2 separate regions of the Mus musculus genome follow, and region 1 is linked to region 2. Evidence: chromatin contacts called from public promoter capture Hi-C data. All regions are on one chromosome and are shown on one strand. The core of a region is the stretch at or near the end of the contact, and the rest is flanking DNA. Distances in the headings are between cores, read along the strand shown.

The links. Promoter capture Hi-C pulls out the DNA fragments that hold promoters and counts their contacts.
Region 1: a contact with region 2 is called in a promoter capture Hi-C map of macrophages, with 8 read pairs. The contact joins the promoter of Sestd1 here to the enhancer-like site in region 2. A contact is called at or near these places in 7 of 39 promoter capture datasets (the HPC-7 cell line, cranial neural crest, embryonic stem cells and 4 more), 1 of 484 Hi-C or Micro-C datasets (uterus), 2 of 115 datasets of contacts at active chromatin or transcription factors (bone marrow-derived macrophages and embryonic stem cells) and 3 of 9 other capture datasets (adipose tissue, macrophages and pancreatic islet).

What each region holds. Positions count from the first base shown.
Region 1 is chr2:77,277,261-77,282,519 of GRCm38.p6, forward strand. It overlaps Sestd1 (SEC14 and spectrin domains 1), which reads right to left and starts at 3,332. Exons shown (of 18, transcript NM_175465.6): 1 at 3,295-3,332.
Region 2 is chr2:77,236,021-77,241,903 of GRCm38.p6, forward strand. It overlaps Sestd1 (SEC14 and spectrin domains 1), which reads right to left. Exons shown (of 18, transcript NM_175465.6): 3 at 5,593-5,701. Among named protein-coding and RNA genes, the nearest start is that of Gm35266, 33 kb to the left of the region's middle. Within about 2 kb of position 2,726, at least 25 of the 459 cell types and tissues checked have an H3K27ac peak or open chromatin away from gene starts, as enhancers often do. A contact at or near this core is called in bone marrow-derived macrophages and macrophages, where this site is marked.

The DNA.
Region 1 (5,259 bases), core at 2,082-4,581, 42 kb after region 2:
AGAACTAGATACTCTGTTTCCTCATCTAACATAAGGTCACCATGACTTTCCTCCATCAGGATGGGAGAAACAATTTATCTTTAGGAACATAACAAAGTCTGGTAACAAAGCAGTAAGCTCATACACTTGCTCCCTTAAATCTGGTTCAAGTTTTCCCCCAATCTTGCCATTCATTAACCAAGCAAAATGAAACATCTGCATGCCTCATCGAGCAGAAGAATGCAGGAAGAAGTCAAGTCAAAAGGCAGACTCTGTCTCTAAGAGTAAAGTTTAAAAACAAGCAAATCATAGACTCTTTCGGCACCTGCCAGTAAACCTCGTAAAGTCTACCTACCTGCTAGAGCAATTTAGAGATTAAATATGAAAATACCCACACGGGCATAAACTATAAACATTCTTCAAAGAAAACATGCAAATACTAATAGAAACATAAGGTGAAATGCAAATAAAAACCACATCACTTGACAGCCATTAGGACTGGCAGGGCTCATCAAATAAAACAAACATTAGCAGTAAAACTATGGAAAAGAGGAACCCTCGGGTCAGGGGTGTGGCTCAGCTGGTAAAATGCCTGCATGTGTAAGATTCTGAGCATCAACACCAATACCACATCAAAAATAAATTAACTGAAGAAAACAGAACCTTCACACATTAGTGGTGAGAATGCCAGTGTACGGCAGCTACGGGAAACAGTTTAATGGTCCCTCAAAACGCAGTCTTCACCATGTGACCGGGAATTCCACACAGAGGTAGAGTCCCAAGAGAAATGAAAATATATACATAAAATATCTGAAGATGAGTATATACCACAGCATTACACAACAGTTGATGTAAAATAACCCAAACGCACATCTGCTGAATTAACAGATTTTGGTATATCCATACAGTGGAATATTATTCTGTTATGAAAATGGCAGACTATAATATAGATGAACACTGATGACAAGTTAAGGAATTAAAGGCCACATAGGGCATGCCCAAAAAAGACAAATAAATCCACAGAGACAAGGAGCAGTTGTGCTTGCCTAGATTTGGCTGTGATGTTTACATAATCTCATGAAAATACAAAACTACAAAATCCTCCACTGTAAGAGTGACTTCTATGGCATGAGATAGATCCCAAACAAGCCTACTATAGGAATCTAAGTTTTTTCTCCTTTTATTCGAAATACCCTGTTTTTCTATTCTATAGGCCTCTACTACTGTAATACAACACTGACCAACTCGGGGAGAAAAGGATTTATGTCACTTCACAAGGTCTAATCCACCAGCAATTCCCTTCCAGCAGGGTAACCAGGGCAGGAACTTGAGGCAGGAACGGAAGCAGAAGCTGCTTGCTTCCATGGCTTGCTCTGTTTGCTGTCTTAAGTAAGCCAAGACCACCAGCCCAGAAACAACATCAGCCCCCAGTGGCCTGGGCCCTCCCATACGTATCATTGGTCAAGAAAATGCCCCCACAGACATACAGTACGACCATTTGATAGAGACAATTCCTTAAATAAGAGTCCCTCTTCCCAGGTAAGTCCGGTTAACAAAACTAACCAGCACACTAGTAAACGGCCTACTCCTACCCCACCCCCCAAGATATTACTGTGTTTGCTTTCCAAAGCTAAAAAAAAAAAAAAAAAAAAGCTTTTGGAAATAAAAGACTACACATGAATGGTGTTTTTAATAAAGTGAACTTATTCCAAAGAAACTGTACAAATCTGCTATTATCTTGTTCCTTAAAAAAAAAAAAAAAAAACAAAATTAACTGTGTTTGTTCTAAGGGAATTCTTATAGAATACATATGTGTATACATATACATACATCAAAATGGGATTTTTTTCTCCACTACATTAGTGAGAGTGCCTGTTTATAATACCTTTAGGCACCTGTCAATCAACTGAAACCCAGGTAGACCCTTCTTTCTGTCCTTGTATGTTCTGCAATCTGCTTCCATCACTGCATCCTAATCTCTTCCATGGACCAAGGCTCATTCACAGTGGTTAAAATGCAGGTAAACTTTAAAAGCATAGAGTAGGGCCAATGTTTAAGGTTAAATTGATCTGGGATGTCTGAATACATATTTAGCAAAATGATTTCCTGGAATTGGGGATATAAAAACAATCAATAGAGATGTGCAAATGCTTAGTAATTCCTTTGGAGTTTTGTTGTCGTCATTGTTACAGGGTAAAGGCAGCCACCAAGTTCTGTCCACAAAAAAGTATTATGTATAAAGGCTTCCTGGTTCTAGAACAAAGAAAGTATTTTATTGCCTAAAGCAAAGGGAAGATATTTTCCTTCTATTTAGTATTGTTATACTAAAATAGCATACCAATGAAACCAGCTAGGTGTGACAAGTCCCAAGGTTTGTAAACAAAGATAACTGTTCTTTATTGTGATTTCTTCCTTGATAGGGGTAAATCCACCCCCCTAAAAAAAATAAAATAAAATTGATTCAACCAAAGAAAACCACAGGGATTTTCCAACATGGGGGGTGGGTACCCTGAATGACAATGTTAATGTGAGAGATTGTCAAACTGCTGGCAGGCATGGTGGGTTATGCTGGATACAGACAAAACCTAAAGACAGCTAGGACCTGTCAAACAGCAGCTGTCTAGTTATTCCCACAGCAGAATTCCCAACTTCTCTGGGTGAGGGCCATGTGTGAGAAGGTGTCAAAGCCTGGAGAGTCAAGGGGTCGTCAGTGTCTGTATGCCCAGCCACAGACAGGGTGAATCCCACCATCCCCTCCAGAGCCGGGCATACTGAGACTGTCCTTCTTTCTAAGGGACACTAGATATCTCAGGTCCCCGCACCCTGGCCAAGTATCTCCGGCCTCCCTTTGTGGCCCTCTGTGACTGGAGGGCTGTGACCCGCCCGCAGGCCCCGGAGAAGCCGAGCCCTACGGCAACCCCGGAGCTCCGGCCCTGCAGCCCGCGTCCCGCACCGGCAGCTACCGGCACACACAAAGGAGCGGGCCGGGATGCGGGGGCGCGGGGGCTTGCCTGGGATGCTCGCACGCGGGGAGGGAGTGGAACCCCATGAATCCAGGCTGACACTCAAACCTGTTGCTGGATTCGGGGCCCAGGGACCCCGCCAGGGCGCGGGCGCAACGGGTGCGGGCCGAGGCCGAGGCGGCGGGAGCGGGGAGGGCCCGCGGGGCTCGCACCTCGGGCGCTTTGTCTGCGGCGGGCGCGGACCAGCCGGCGGCGTAGCAGGGTGGGGGAACCGCCGCCGCCCTCCCGCCCGCGCCACGCGCGTCCCTGTCCCGCGCGGCCTGCGCCCCCCGCCCCGCGCGGCCGCACTCACCTGGCTGGCGCGGGCCGGGCTGGCGGGCGTTGGGGACGACGCGGGGACGCCGGCGCGGCGGGCGGAGAGCTGGGCGAGGCGGGAGGGAGGCGGGCCGGGGGCGGAGCGGCCCGGGCGGCGGGCCCGCGGCAAATCGCTGCCCGGCCCTCCGTGCGTCAGGCTGGGGGGCGGCGGCGCGGGTGGCCCGGCCACCTCCCGGCACCCGCGGCCTGGCCCTGTCCGCGCGACCTCGCGTGCGCCCGTGGCGGCCGCGCGGAGACCCCGCCCGGCGCGGAAGGGGGCGGGGCACTTGGGATTGACGTCCTGTGGTCCCCACCCCGTAGAGCTTGACCGCGTGGGTGGTGGAAGCTACCCGGGCCGGGGGTCAGGAAGTGTGGCTGGAGTGGTCCTAACACTCTTTTATTTGTTTTCTCCTGCTTCACCCATCTCCCACTTCCATAGTCTCTAAGGTCTCCCCTAGTGTAGAAACCCCTGTGTGCTGGGATGCCTGTGGTACCATGCACACAGGGTTGGAAACTGGAGGGGCAAAAGCTGGTTGGGATTCCAGACTTTTGTTTGACTCTGGGGATCTTTCTATTGGATGATCCAAAATTCACAAACGGGGCTTTCTGACGATGACTACCTCAGTATCCTCTTTTATTATTTTATTGCACAAGTCACTTTTAGGTCATTTCCTGAATTCAGTTCAAAAGAGTCATCCGCACAAAACCACAATGGCCACATGGTCGCTATGCCTGGTCTTCCATAGGATGCACAAGGCCACCCCAGTATAACCCAGTTTCGTTAACAATCTCTCTCCATTCCAAATAAGCACCCAACTTTCTCTGTTTAAGCTGCTTGGCTGAAAATAGAAGAGCAATTTCTTCCTGTTAATTCTGGGTGACAAATCTGTGTCTATTGCTACTACTTGGTCAAAGAAATCCTACTGTTAGCCACTCTTGAGAGCCATGGCTTTCTAGATTCACTTCTGCTTGAGTTCCATGTAACTGCCAACCCTCCCCCGGCCCCCAATCGAAGCCCAGCGTGCCTCTTCTGTATCTAAAAACCCTCATAGGTTGTGTATGTAGACTAGAATCCGCAGTAGACTCCACAACCTCTTCACCTGCTGTTCTATCTTCTGCCACATCCACACACCACACAGATTCCACAGGCTCTGAGGCTATGCTTCCATAGCTCCTCCCACTTGAAATCCATCCCTTGCATAGCCAGATGAACTCCTACCATCCCCAAAGACAGCTCATGACTTCTTCCTAGTACTGGCTCACAGGCCAGCCTCATCCCACACACCATAAACTAGACACTCTGTCCTCTCTACTTTCATAGAACCTTTGAGTTCCTGTGATTATCTTTACTACTTTCTTTCTTTGGTGGTCTTTTCTTCCTGGACCGTGTGATCCTTAAAAGAACAGAGATTTGACCTTGCTCATTTTGGGTTCCCCAGGGCATAGTACAGTGCTCAACACAAGGAAAGTTCTCTTTAACTGTTGAGATTAGGTCGTTATCTATCCAACAAAAAGTGTCTGTCTTCAAAGAGGAGGATCTACAACAAACTTGACACCCTACTGTGATTTTTCCTCCCTCTGCCCCGTGGGATTCTCTGCTTATCATGTTAAAACCCGTGTTTTCTCCGCTCACATTCTTCGCTTATCCAAATAACACAAGTGCATGCCTAAGGATCCTCTCCAGTAATTTTCAACACCATCTGACTTTTGTGTGTACTTTCTACTTACCCATGGGTCCCTCGGAGTGTCACTCAGTCACCTGATAAGAATCAAGAGGAACTAACAAAACAAATGAAAAACACTGGAGTATGGATTCACAGAAATGAGGGTGTTGCGCCTCCCAGGAGCTGACAGAGGGAACTCAGCTCCATCTTTTCAGCTGAGTAGGCCCCACAGCCAGAGTTCCATGTAAGCATTTGTAGAATTGTGTGTGTACGTGTGTGTGTGTGTGTGTGTGTGTGTG
Region 2 (5,883 bases), core at 1,476-3,975:
GAAAGTAGGTGCAAGTGAAAAGGAAATTGCTAGAGATCTGCACCAACAATGCATACACAAAGGCTACTATGTCTTACTATGGCTACAAGCCCAGAAAGGCCAGCCAAGTCACGGGGCTAGGCGCTAGTGGCCTCTGGAGAGAGACAAAAACTTAGGGTCTCCTAATGCTTAGAAGTTTGGAAGAAATGGAGCCAAGACAAAAGTTTCCAGTGTGGGCCTGCTACCCAAGGACACACACCACTCCCAATGCTCGATGCTTTCTTATTAGCACCTATAATCCTGAAATGTAGGACTCACAACCATTTGTTAAATACATTTTTAAAAAAATAACACATTTACTATTTCAATGCATATTATAAATTAATCTGCAGGTTTATACTGTGAAAGTAATGAAGCTTGAAAATGCCATCTGTAACGATCTTAAAGGATAAAACACTGAATCTTTTAGAGTACTTTAAAAGGCCTTTAATTTTAATTTACTTACATTTTTCACTAAGATAGAAAATGAAAATGTATACAACCCTATGATACTATCTCAAAACTGCCAACCAAATGGTATTTCAGATGCTTTGCAAAAGGCATCTTCACAGGCTTGGGGTGCTATACATTAAGATTCCTATACCTGTTTAGAGCAGTAAAGAGGAAAAAAAAAGGTGGGACCCAGACTCCTCCTCAGAGCCTTTCAGGGGCAACAAGGCTGGGCTAAAACAGCTCTGTAAAAGAAATGAGCACACTGAATAGCATCATTTCCAACCCAGGAGAGCTTTCTGAGGGACCTCTAGGGCCAATGCCCCATGCTCATAACTATCTCTTGATTTTATCTAAGGGCTCTTCTTTTGCTTTGCTCAGAGTTCTGCTGATACGTGTCGGCACTAGCTGAGCATGCTTTTATTATAATGCTGTGTACAGAATGCCTCTCCATCAGAGAACATGCTTGCTTGCAGAGTATCAGAATTTTCGTCTACTAAGACTGCTAACTTGTAGCATAATGCTTTGAGATCAGAAGGGCATGAGTGATGACGTCTGATGAAGCCTGAGTCAGAAGAGAATGGCTGTATTCCCAGTCCATGGCCTACATGGTTGCTGTTGAGCCCAGCCTCTCCTCTAGCCAGCCTCTGAGCACTGTGCTCCTGTTTTGTTTTTTTTTTATTTAATTTTTATTTTATTTTAATTAGGTATTTTCTTCATTTACATTTCCAATGCTATCCCAGAAGTCCCCCATACCCTCAACCCCCCACTCCCCTACCCACCCACTCCCACTTCTTAGCCCTGGCATTCCCCTGTACTGGGGCATATAAAGTTTGCAAGACCAATGGGCCTCTCTTTCCACTGATGGCCGGCTAGGCCATCTTCTACTACATATGCAGCTAGAGACAAGAGCTCCGAGGGGTACTGGTTAGTTTATATTGTTGTTCTACGTATAGGGTTGCAGATCCCTTTAGCTCCTTGGGTACTTTCTCAATTGCCCTATGCTTCAGGGCCTCTGCACTGGACAGTGTTCCTTCATTTCATCATCTTGGTACAATGTCACCTCACTATTTAGTAAGCTGCCACTGCCACTCCTGAGTCTTCCTGTCTCCTTTCTCGGAATGTGGACGGCTGACACATGAGTATGTGTTTGTGGCACTTGTGTGTCTGGTCCTTACAGAATGCTGAACACTCCTCTGTTTCATTCCCCTCAGCACCTAGAACACTGAGGAGCCCCCGCAGGCTCTCACATAGTCACCAAGAATTCTGGCCTCAATGTCTGTGTGCCTTGTGCTATCTCCTTCAGACTCTTCCCTCTGGATTCTTCTGTAACAGTGTTAAATCAAAAAATGGATATTTAAAATGACTAAAACTTGAGACATGTAGCAAGGTAGTTTTAACAGATGTTGAATTTCGGTTAGGAACAACAAGAGCAGTTCCTTGGGGGCGTCCTGTAAAAGCTCTAGGATGCAAAGCCAGAAGATGGTTTCTGTGGTTTCTGACCACAACACTCTCTGTCTCACAGTAAGCTCTTTTTGAACTAGAAAATAGCATGATTTTATGTACTGCCAAGTGCTATTGAAAGAAAAATTCTAAATAATTTTTAAAAGATACCTAGGGCTTCTTTAGTTATCTCCTCAATTATCAGCTGTGGCAGCTCTGGGTCCTATAAGCATTTCCTAGAAGAAGCTATGATGGGACAGGCTATGATCCTAACACAGTGGGAGGAGCCAGACCTGGGGCACGGTGCTTAGTGGCAGACTGAGTTTGCTGCTGGGTTTTGGCCAAGCTGCCTCTGCTCACAGTTCTATGCTTCATTTCCCTCGTGGGGCAAGAGAACAGTGCTCCTCTCTGAGGGACAGGGAAACTGAATGACTGAGTATTACCTACTGCGTCCTTAGATGTGGGGTATTCTTTCCACATGGACCTCCCAATCCCCATCCACAGTCAAGCCTGGGGGCTAGTATGATTAAAGTTCCAAATTCAAAGCAACCCACAAGCTTGCTCACCAAACAACTACTGCATTCCCAACAGTCAGTTAGCAGGTCCTAGAAACCTGCACAGATGTACGCAGAGCACTGCAGAAAATGAAGCCATCAGGGAGATAAAGGTAGAAACTGAAGCTGAACATTGGCTAAGGATGACTTATCATACAGCACAGAGCAGTGAAAAATGTACAGTATAAAACCGTCTCCCTTCCAAGGGCTTACATCTTCTTAGCATGCGTAAAAATGAAAACAAAGCGCTTTAGTATCTACTTCCCATTCATCACTAGTGAAACAGCATGAACCTTTGAAAACTTAAGAAGAACTAAATAATACTTGTAGAAAGAAATCAAGAATTACCACTCAGTTTCAATTCCTCAACTACCAAACAGGGAAGTTGGCCCTGATGGTCATCAGTGACTATTTTCATGATTTATTAACTGTGAGTCTACCTAATCTTAGTTACCTAAAATGAGGGGTTATCACTTAGTGGAAATTTATAATGGTCTGGTAATTTTCCTTTTCAGAAAGAAAGGAAGGCGAAGGGAAGGAAGGAGAAGGAAGAATGGGAGGAATAAACTTTTACTTGAAGACTTTTTCTTCTCCAATACTGGAAAGCAAGCAGCAACAAATCATTAAATGATCCTTCTATATTGGAAGTAGGTCTGTGCCCTAGTGAGTTCTGTTGACTACCTGACACATTGAGAGGAGGGAAACTCAACTGAAGAACTGCCTATGTCAGACTGGCCTGTGGGCAATGCCTTAACTCGTAACTCGAGTCTGGGCTGTATAAAAAAGGCAGTTAAACACTCACCTGGGGCAGGCTAACAAGCAGCGCTCCTGTTGGTTTCAGCTTCAAGCTCCTACCTTGATTCCTGCCCTGGCTTCCCAAGGTGATGGAACCATAGGTCAAATAGACCCTCTCTTCCCCCAGTTGTTGTGGTCATAGTGTTTACCACAGCAACAGAAATTGCACGAGGATAGAAATTGGCACCAAGCATGTAAGGGCGTTAACCATGAACCTGGGAGCAGGCCAGTAGGCACTGCTCTTCTCATGGTACCAAGTGTGTGGTCCTCAAGTTGGAATGGCTTTGGAAAGTCTGTGGAAATTTTGTGGAGGCCACTGAGCATTCAAAGATTAATAAACTGTTATGGGAATTTGCAAATAATACTAAATACAATGGAGACCTGGCTTGTGAAGTTCTAGAGGGAAGTCTGAGGGTCCCTCAAAGACTATCAGCCATTTGTGTGATGTTTATTTAAATGTATTTATTTTATGTATATGAGTATTCTACCTGTATGTATATCTGCATGACAGAAGGACATATCAGATCCCATAGCAGATGGTTGTAAGCCACCATGTGGTTGTTGGGAATTGAACTCAGGACCTCGGGAAGAGCAACCAGTGCCCATAAGCGCTGAGCTATCTCTCCAACCTCTTGTGTAATGTTTTGGATTAAGAATCTGGGGCTGAAGAATCAGCTATGGTTAAAAATGACTAGCGCCACTAACGTGAAACCTTGGCTTTACTGAGACATTAGGTACTAGTTAGCTGAGGCTAAAATAAAATCATCCTTGATGAAAATTTAGGGTATTTCCTTGAGGTCAGCACAGTACTCAGAAGCTGTAGTCCAGAAAGGGCCATGGCTTCATCTTCAGCTGGAGGCCAAAATGAGTCCCCATATGGAACTGGCCATGATGGCTGCAGGACTGAAGGGGTCCTGGAGAGAAGCTAAGGCTCTGTAGCTCCTGCTTTTGATACTGACGTGACTGGCTGACTTAAGCACACAGGAATTTTTGAATATTTTTCTTCAGTCAAGAATGATGAGAATTAAAAACTCAAGGACCTATAAGCTAAATTATGTATATGGGATTTTTTGTATTTTTAAGATAAAAATATTTGAAGACTAAAAGACTTTGCTCATATTAGAGACTATAACTTTTTTCTTTCATTTTTTAATTAGATATTTTCTTCATTTATATTTCAAATGCTATCCTGAAAGTCCCCTATACCCTCCCCACACCCTGCTCCCCAAACCAACCACTCCCACTTCCTGGCCCTGGCATTCCCCTGTACTGGGGCATAAAATCGTTGCAAGACCAAGGGCCTCTCCTCCCACTGATGACCGACTAGGCCATCTTCTACTACATATGCAGTTAGAGACACGAGCTCTGGGGGATACTGGTTAGTTCATATTGCTGTTCCTCCTATAGGGTTGCAGACACCTTCAGCTCCTTGGGTGCTTTCTCTAGCTCCTCCATTGGGGGCCCTGTGTTCCATCTTATAGACGACTGTGAGCATCCACTTCTGTATTTGCCAGGCACTGGCATAGCCTCACAAGAGACAGCTATATCAGGGTCCTGTCAGCAAAATCTTGCTGGCATATGCAATAGTGTTTGGGTTTGGTGGTTGTTTATGGGATGAATCCCCATGTGGGGCAGTATCTGGATGGTCCTTCCTTCTGTCTCAGCTCTGAACTCTGTAGAGACTATAACTTAACATAGTGACGTAGTGAACTAAAAGAAAGATAAGTTCATGTAGATTATGATCTCTCTCTCTTTTTTCCTGTGTGTGTGTGTGTTTGTGTGTGTAGGCTGTGTTACATGTCTGTGTAGATGTGTATACCTATTATACGTGAAGGCCAGAGGGGGATATCAGGTGTCCTGGTTCTATCAACTCTCCTGAAACAGAGTCACTAACTAAGCCTAGACCTTGGCTGGTAGCTGCAAGCCCTAGTTCTCTTTCCGTCTCTGCCACCAATCACAGTAATGGCGTTATAGGTGGACTTGCAAGAGGCTATGCCCAACTTCTTACATGTGTGCTGGGCACTGAAATTTGGATCTTGCCTTGCCCTTAGATACTGAGCCTCTCCCTTGCCTCTAACTTCTCTCCTTTCTGAAGCTCCATGGTATACAGATGCTTAACCTAATGGTTCTTGAAAGGCTGAAAGTACACATTTAGAAATCTGTGTGCTGTGCACTGCACCAACAGTACAGTATTTCACGTGTGTACTGCTATCAGCCACTGCTGCTACCCTTTAACTGTGATTTCACTGCTGACAAAGTATGTGATACTTCAATAGCAAGAATCAATAGGAAGCAATATTGAAATTGAAGAAAAAGACACCTTTAGAGTCACCTTGGAATGCTGAGTAGATAATCCAAAGTGACACTCAGCTCATCCATACTTGTCTGCTCAAGGCACAGCGGAATTGTCAAGATGAGTCCACTGCGTCTGTCCTTTCCTCCTACAGAAAAGAGACATTTAAGATTTACCAGACATTAAGATGAAATATGAATAATGTTTTAGCCCAATGCTACTAAAACAATTATAGGTTTAGAATATAGTTTGGAAACTATCTAATGACTCTGTGTAGTTTGTAAATGCTTATAAAGTAAAGGCAAATAAGTAAATAAATAAGTATGCACA